2 separate regions of the Anser cygnoides genome follow, and region 1 is linked to region 2. A link is a contact called in public Hi-C data. All regions are on one chromosome and are shown on one strand. Each heading gives the region's core, a stretch centred on a gene start, on an enhancer-like site or on the middle of the called end of the contact. The rest is flanking DNA. Distances are from core to core; before and after follow the strand shown. Region 1 has its middle 33 kb from the start of IL1R2. Region 2 overlaps NPAS2 (neuronal PAS domain protein 2).

Region 1 (2,700 bases), core at 102-2,601, 450 kb after region 2:
CCTATCACTACACTCCCTGACAAAGAGCCTCTCCCCATCCTTCTTGTAGGACCCCTTTAAGTACTGGGAGGTTGCTATAAGGCCTTCCCAGAGCCTTCTCTTCTCTAGGTTAAACCCTAGCCCCCTCAGGGCCAGACTCCTACAGGGGAACCTGCAAGGGTGCGGCATCCTCCTTCACTCCTACTGCTGACAGGAGTACTTTAGTCCACAATTTCCTTTGAGTGCTGTTAAGTAAAAATGATAGCATATTCCATCAGCTGACTTACACTGATTTATGCAGCTGGTGTTGCTCACCTGCCAGGAGAGTGCTCAGGGGGATCCTACTGATGTCTCTGCTGGGATCTAGGACTTCCAGCATGCTGCTCACAAAAAGGTGATGTGAATAGTAGCGAGGTGACAGACTTTGTGCCAGCTACAGAATTGTTAGGCTAGTCAAATTCATTGAAACATGTTGGGAGAGCCATGGAAGGATCTTACTAAATCTTCTTACTGATAAAAGAGAGATTTAAATTCAAATCTCTCAATGAGTAACTTTAGGTGGTTATACCAAGGCAGGTACACCAACATCTTGGAAAGAGCATATCTTTTGTGTCCTTTCATCACCAATGAAATCCAGCGCAGAGAAGGGTGCCGCACAGGATGGTGGTATGGGCTGGCTTTGCTACAAGGCTCTGCAGCTTGGAAATGCCATGAGGTTCCTCTGAGTCACTAATAGTAATGGAGAAAGTGAGCAGGAAAAGATGTGTTCACTCTTTCTCACATAAGCAGAGTGAAGGGTGCCTAGTTAAATTATTGAGGGGCAGATTAAGAAAGAGTAGTAGAGGGTTTTAATCACTTTTTAATAAGAGTGTGCCTTTACTGTTTAATGATTAAACTGCAGGTAATATTCACTGAATGTTGCGGAGGCAACAAAAGATAAGAAGTTCAGAAAGGGACTAGACAAAGTGATAGAGTTAATTAGTCACTAATGAATATGGCAATCTCGGCATGACCTTTTGCAGACGGGATGCCTGAAACACTATTACTGGAAAATAGAAGAGTATGACAAATATAAACAAACTGTATTTGCCTTATTCAGATAATGTTTTTACAAGTATTTGCAGCAAAAGTCATGAACGTGAGATTGTCACCGGAGCTGGATGGCCCCTTTATTTGGCCTTAGATCTCTCTTTGTCTGCCACAGGGCTCTAGCAAGTGACAGTTTCAGTTTTGTTAACCCATAAGCTATCGTGCAGAACAAATCATCTGACTTTAATCAGCAACTGCTTGAAAAATGAGGATTAGCTTCACTGAAAAGAGATATAAATAAAATCAGCATGATGTCAAATAATGTCTTATCTGTGTACATCAACATAAAGGAAAGTGGGAAGGTAGCACACTGGAGAGAAGGTATGAAAAGGTTTCAGATCTACTTTAAATATTAAAGCCATGAGTCTGTGCCTAAACCAAACTGTCGTTCACTTATTCAGTGGACAAGTAAGAGAGTGAAGTTAAAACAACCTAATGTGTTACTTCCTGGTTATCATAACATAACAAAGCCTTATGTTCTGCTGCTTCATACAAACACGGCTGGCTTGGTTTCCTGTTTGGACTTCCTAAAGGATACAAGTCAGTAAATGATGCAGCATAATGAAGGGGTTATCATCTGAACAGGGCTTTCTCTTCTACTTTGGCTCTTTCCCAAACACAGCAATAATTCTTAGGAGTCATAAAAGCGAGACAGTGTGCTGCCTGTGAGCTACAGTATTGGCACTGCACAAGTTTGTACACAGGACATTTTAATCTTTAACAAATAAAAGGGCTTCAGTAATGTACTCAGTCATGAGCATATTTTAAAGGACCAGCCACAGCTCTGCATGCTTCCGTGCTTCACTGGAAGTTAGACCTGTCACCCAAGAAAGAAAAAATGAAGTGAAGATACAGATCCTGTTCTGTTTGTGACGAGTAGATCTTAGCCTAAGGTAATGCATTTGGCATTTTTGTGAGTGTTTCTAAGCTGAAAAGAGTTTTTATTATGTTTTTATTATGTTTTCTGACTTCTGGTTAGGACCTAAATCAAAGTCCTTGTAAAGTAGCAGAGTTCTCCTCTGGTTATAGAGTTGGGATCAGATCTGCAAACAGTAAGCATAGATATACAAATGAAATTATATTCTGCAGGGATTTCTCATCACTGCAGGCATTATAATGGGAATATACATCTAATTGGCTCAAACGAATGTGCATGACTTTTGTATAGGAAAAGGCATATTGAAGATAGTCTGTATCATACCTATCATACTGAGGTGTGAATACCTGATGCATACATGGACAGCTGGAATGATAGCATATATACCCCAGATGCCTGCTGGGGTAAACTTAGCTGTCACTTCATAGAATCACAGAATATCCCGAGTAGGAAGGGACCCACAAGGACCATCGAGTCCTACTCCTGGGTCCCTAAAGGGCCACCTAAAAAATCAGACCATGTGTCTGAGAGCATTGTACAAATGCTTCTTGAATTCCATCAGGCTCGGTGCCATGACCACTGCCCCGGGGAGCCTGTCCCAGTGCCCGACCACCCTCTGGGTGCAGAACCTTTCCCTAACCCCCAGCCTGACCCTCCCCTGTCCCAGCTCCATGCCGTTCCCTCGGGTCCTGTCGCTGTCCCCAGAGAGCAGAGCTCAGCGCCTGCCCCTCCGCTCCCCTCGTGAGGGAGCTGCA
Region 2 (2,700 bases), core at 5-2,504:
CTGTAATGTTGCTCACCAAGTATTTGGCATTGACATTACCTGTGATTATTTAAAGATAGACTATTAAGATTTAATTGGAAAGCTCTCTCACTAAGTAAAGAAAATGAGGCAATCCTTTTTAAATATTTACTTATAGGCTTGACTGGAACATCTCAGTCTTACTGCCTCTGGGTGGCCTGAAAATATCTGGCCAAAATTAGTTTTTTATATGTTGACATTAAAATACAGAAAGGCTAAATATGTGCATCTTTGGGATCCCCTTGAAATCGCTGGAACAAAAAGCAGACATTAGTTTTGTCCTTGAGTCTTTGAAACTTATAATATACCACAGTTTACTGTACTTCAAATTCTTGTCAGTCTGGGAATTTTCTTTCAGTTTCAAATGATTTCTGTGTTTGCACAATGTTATCTCGTATACTCACTTCATTCTGCAGTCACTAAAATCCATCCATACGGAATACTCATCTTTTCAAGTATTTTTATCCTGTACTTTTCTGCTATAGATCTTCAGATGATCACTCTTAGAAATTAATCCCAGATGCCTCATTAAGCAGTATGTGAGCAGCACATAAACCAGGGAAAGATTTATGTTTAAGTTGTAGCAGACATTAATGCAATTGTGTCTAGCATTAAAGTTAATTGTACTGTTAAAGAATGTACTGTTCAAGTTGTCAGAAGAAGGCACCTACGGATCGTTATGATCGTCTCTATCCTAAGATTCACAGGCCCACACACTCAAAAGGTACTCGGGCTCTGATCTCCCTTGGGAACCAGTGGGGCCGTGGACACCTTTGTAACACTGTTCATATTTCATGTCCTTCTCACGCTGATAACCGTGTGACCAGCTGTGTGTACTCTGTCCTGACAGTGATGCAGTTTGGCAAGGGGAAGTCGTGTTGCTATCGGTTTCTGACCAAAGGACAGCAGTGGATCTGGCTCCAGACCCATTACTATATCACGTACCACCAGTGGAACTCCAAGCCAGAGTTCATTGTGTGCACACACATGGTGGTAAGGTATGGAAACTGTCATCAACCAGCGGGGATGTAAAGGGCAGTAAGACAAGGGCATCCTCATGACTGCAAACGTTTCCTCTTAGAAACGTGACGTGTCTTTTATGCTACAGAAATGAAGCCTAAACTCTCTGAAGGAAATCTGCATTGTAGAAAAATACTCTGACTAAGCCTTGCTCTATTCTATGCGTCATTTATTGACCACAAGTTTAGGGGGAGAGTAACTATTGCATTTTTCCATCTTGTGCAAAAATAGGGAATAGACATCTCCCTCTACTATTCTGTTCCTTAAATCCTTGGTGTTTGTTTTTTTTTTTTTAGTTTTGTTTTGTTTTGTTTTATTCTGTTCTGTTTTTTTAAGAGATATGTGGAAGCTTTTCAGTGAAGTTGCAGAGTAGTTTTAGGATGTGAACTTGACCTCTACTCTTTAATACACTTCTTGATTTCAAAAAGATAGGTAGAGAAAGGAATTAAAATTAAACCATAGTCTCTCAAATGTTGTGCAGTTGCATCTGACGTGATTTTTTTAAGCTGTTCATTTAACCTGTAAAATTTCACAATATTTTTTTTCCTCTATTTGCTTGAAGTACATTTTGTGAAATATAACGGTACCGTGTTGATACATAGAATTATATTTTACATTCAGTTACGCAGATGTTCGGGTAGAGCGGAGACAGGAGATGGGCTTGGAAGAAGTGTCCTCAGAGGTTGTGTCCTCAGCACTAAAGGTACAATGAGACAAGTTTTTTTCATAAATACATGTAGTAATTGCAACTATTTCCTATGTTAACATCACTGAAAATTTCAGCATTGTCTTTCTGAGTGGATTCCCTAACAAGTTCAGAATTCATTGCTCACTTGAATAATTTTAAAATAAATTAGATAAGTTCATGAAAGGTTAAACCTGGAGATTACAGACAGCCTTAAATTAAGTGGAGTATGGGCAGGGGCAATGTGATATATCTTCATGTTTCCTTGGCAAAGTGCTACAGTTCTGAGATTCATCTGGACATGTTCTGACAGTCCATCTTGGCTACATCGAGGACATCTGCTGAGTTAAGAAAGAGAAGCTCCACACAGCTGAGTGTCTCACAGAGGTTGCAGTTGCTGTCAAGTCCAACTGTATGCAAAACACACATTCAGAAAAACATCTGAATGTGCAAAAGGACTCTGGCAGTAGCTTCCTATTTATTTCCACCTCAGTGAAAGTTCACTGGAAAGAGGATTAATTAGATGCTATTTGGAAGGGACATCGACACTTGTGCCCAAGTCTTCTGCTGGCCTACCTGGGATTAGTTCTGCTCAAGTAATTTTAGGCCGGCCAAAGAACTGGGTCTGCAAGTATTACTAGGTGCATTTCAAAATATTTTTACCCTGACAGGTGCAATAGCTATTCTCTTTTCTGCTTGTTTTAGGACAGTAGCTCCAGCTTGGATCCTGAACAGCACTTTAATGCACTTGATATTGGTGCCTCAATCCTCAGTGCTAGCCGGACACCCTCAGTATCATCCAGGAGCTCACCAAAATCTTCCCACACACCCAAGTCAGACCCAGCATGTGAGTGGCATTCCTGGGTTACTGCGGTATTTTGCATTTAGCCAAGTTACAGAATACGTGTCTATATACCACGGCTGCAAATTAACATGAGGTACTGATATGTGTTTGTCAGTGGCAATGAGGTGCATCA

The links. Hi-C and Micro-C count contacts between places; a contact is called where the count stands out from the background.
Region 1: a Hi-C map of liver shows a contact between it and region 2, with 2.5 times the contacts expected there. The contact joins two enhancer-like sites. A contact is called at or near these places in 2 of 7 Hi-C or Micro-C datasets (both in liver).

Annotation. Positions count from the first base shown.
Region 1 is chr1:143,464,565-143,467,264 of Taihu_goose_T2T_genome, forward strand. No RefSeq gene overlaps it. Among named protein-coding and RNA genes, the nearest start is that of IL1R2, 33 kb to the left of the region's middle. Within about 2 kb of position 1,352, at least 2 of the 3 cell types and tissues checked have open chromatin away from gene starts, as enhancers often do. A contact at or near this core is called in liver, where this site is marked.
Region 2 is chr1:143,015,232-143,017,931 of Taihu_goose_T2T_genome, forward strand. It overlaps NPAS2 (neuronal PAS domain protein 2), which reads left to right. Exons shown (of 21, transcript XM_066984235.1): 11 at 869-1,016; 12 at 1,660-1,741; 13 at 2,429-2,570. Among named protein-coding and RNA genes, the nearest start is that of RPL31, 22 kb to the right of the region's middle. Within about 2 kb of position 1,255, at least 2 of the 3 cell types and tissues checked have open chromatin away from gene starts, as enhancers often do. A contact at or near this core is called in liver, where this site is marked.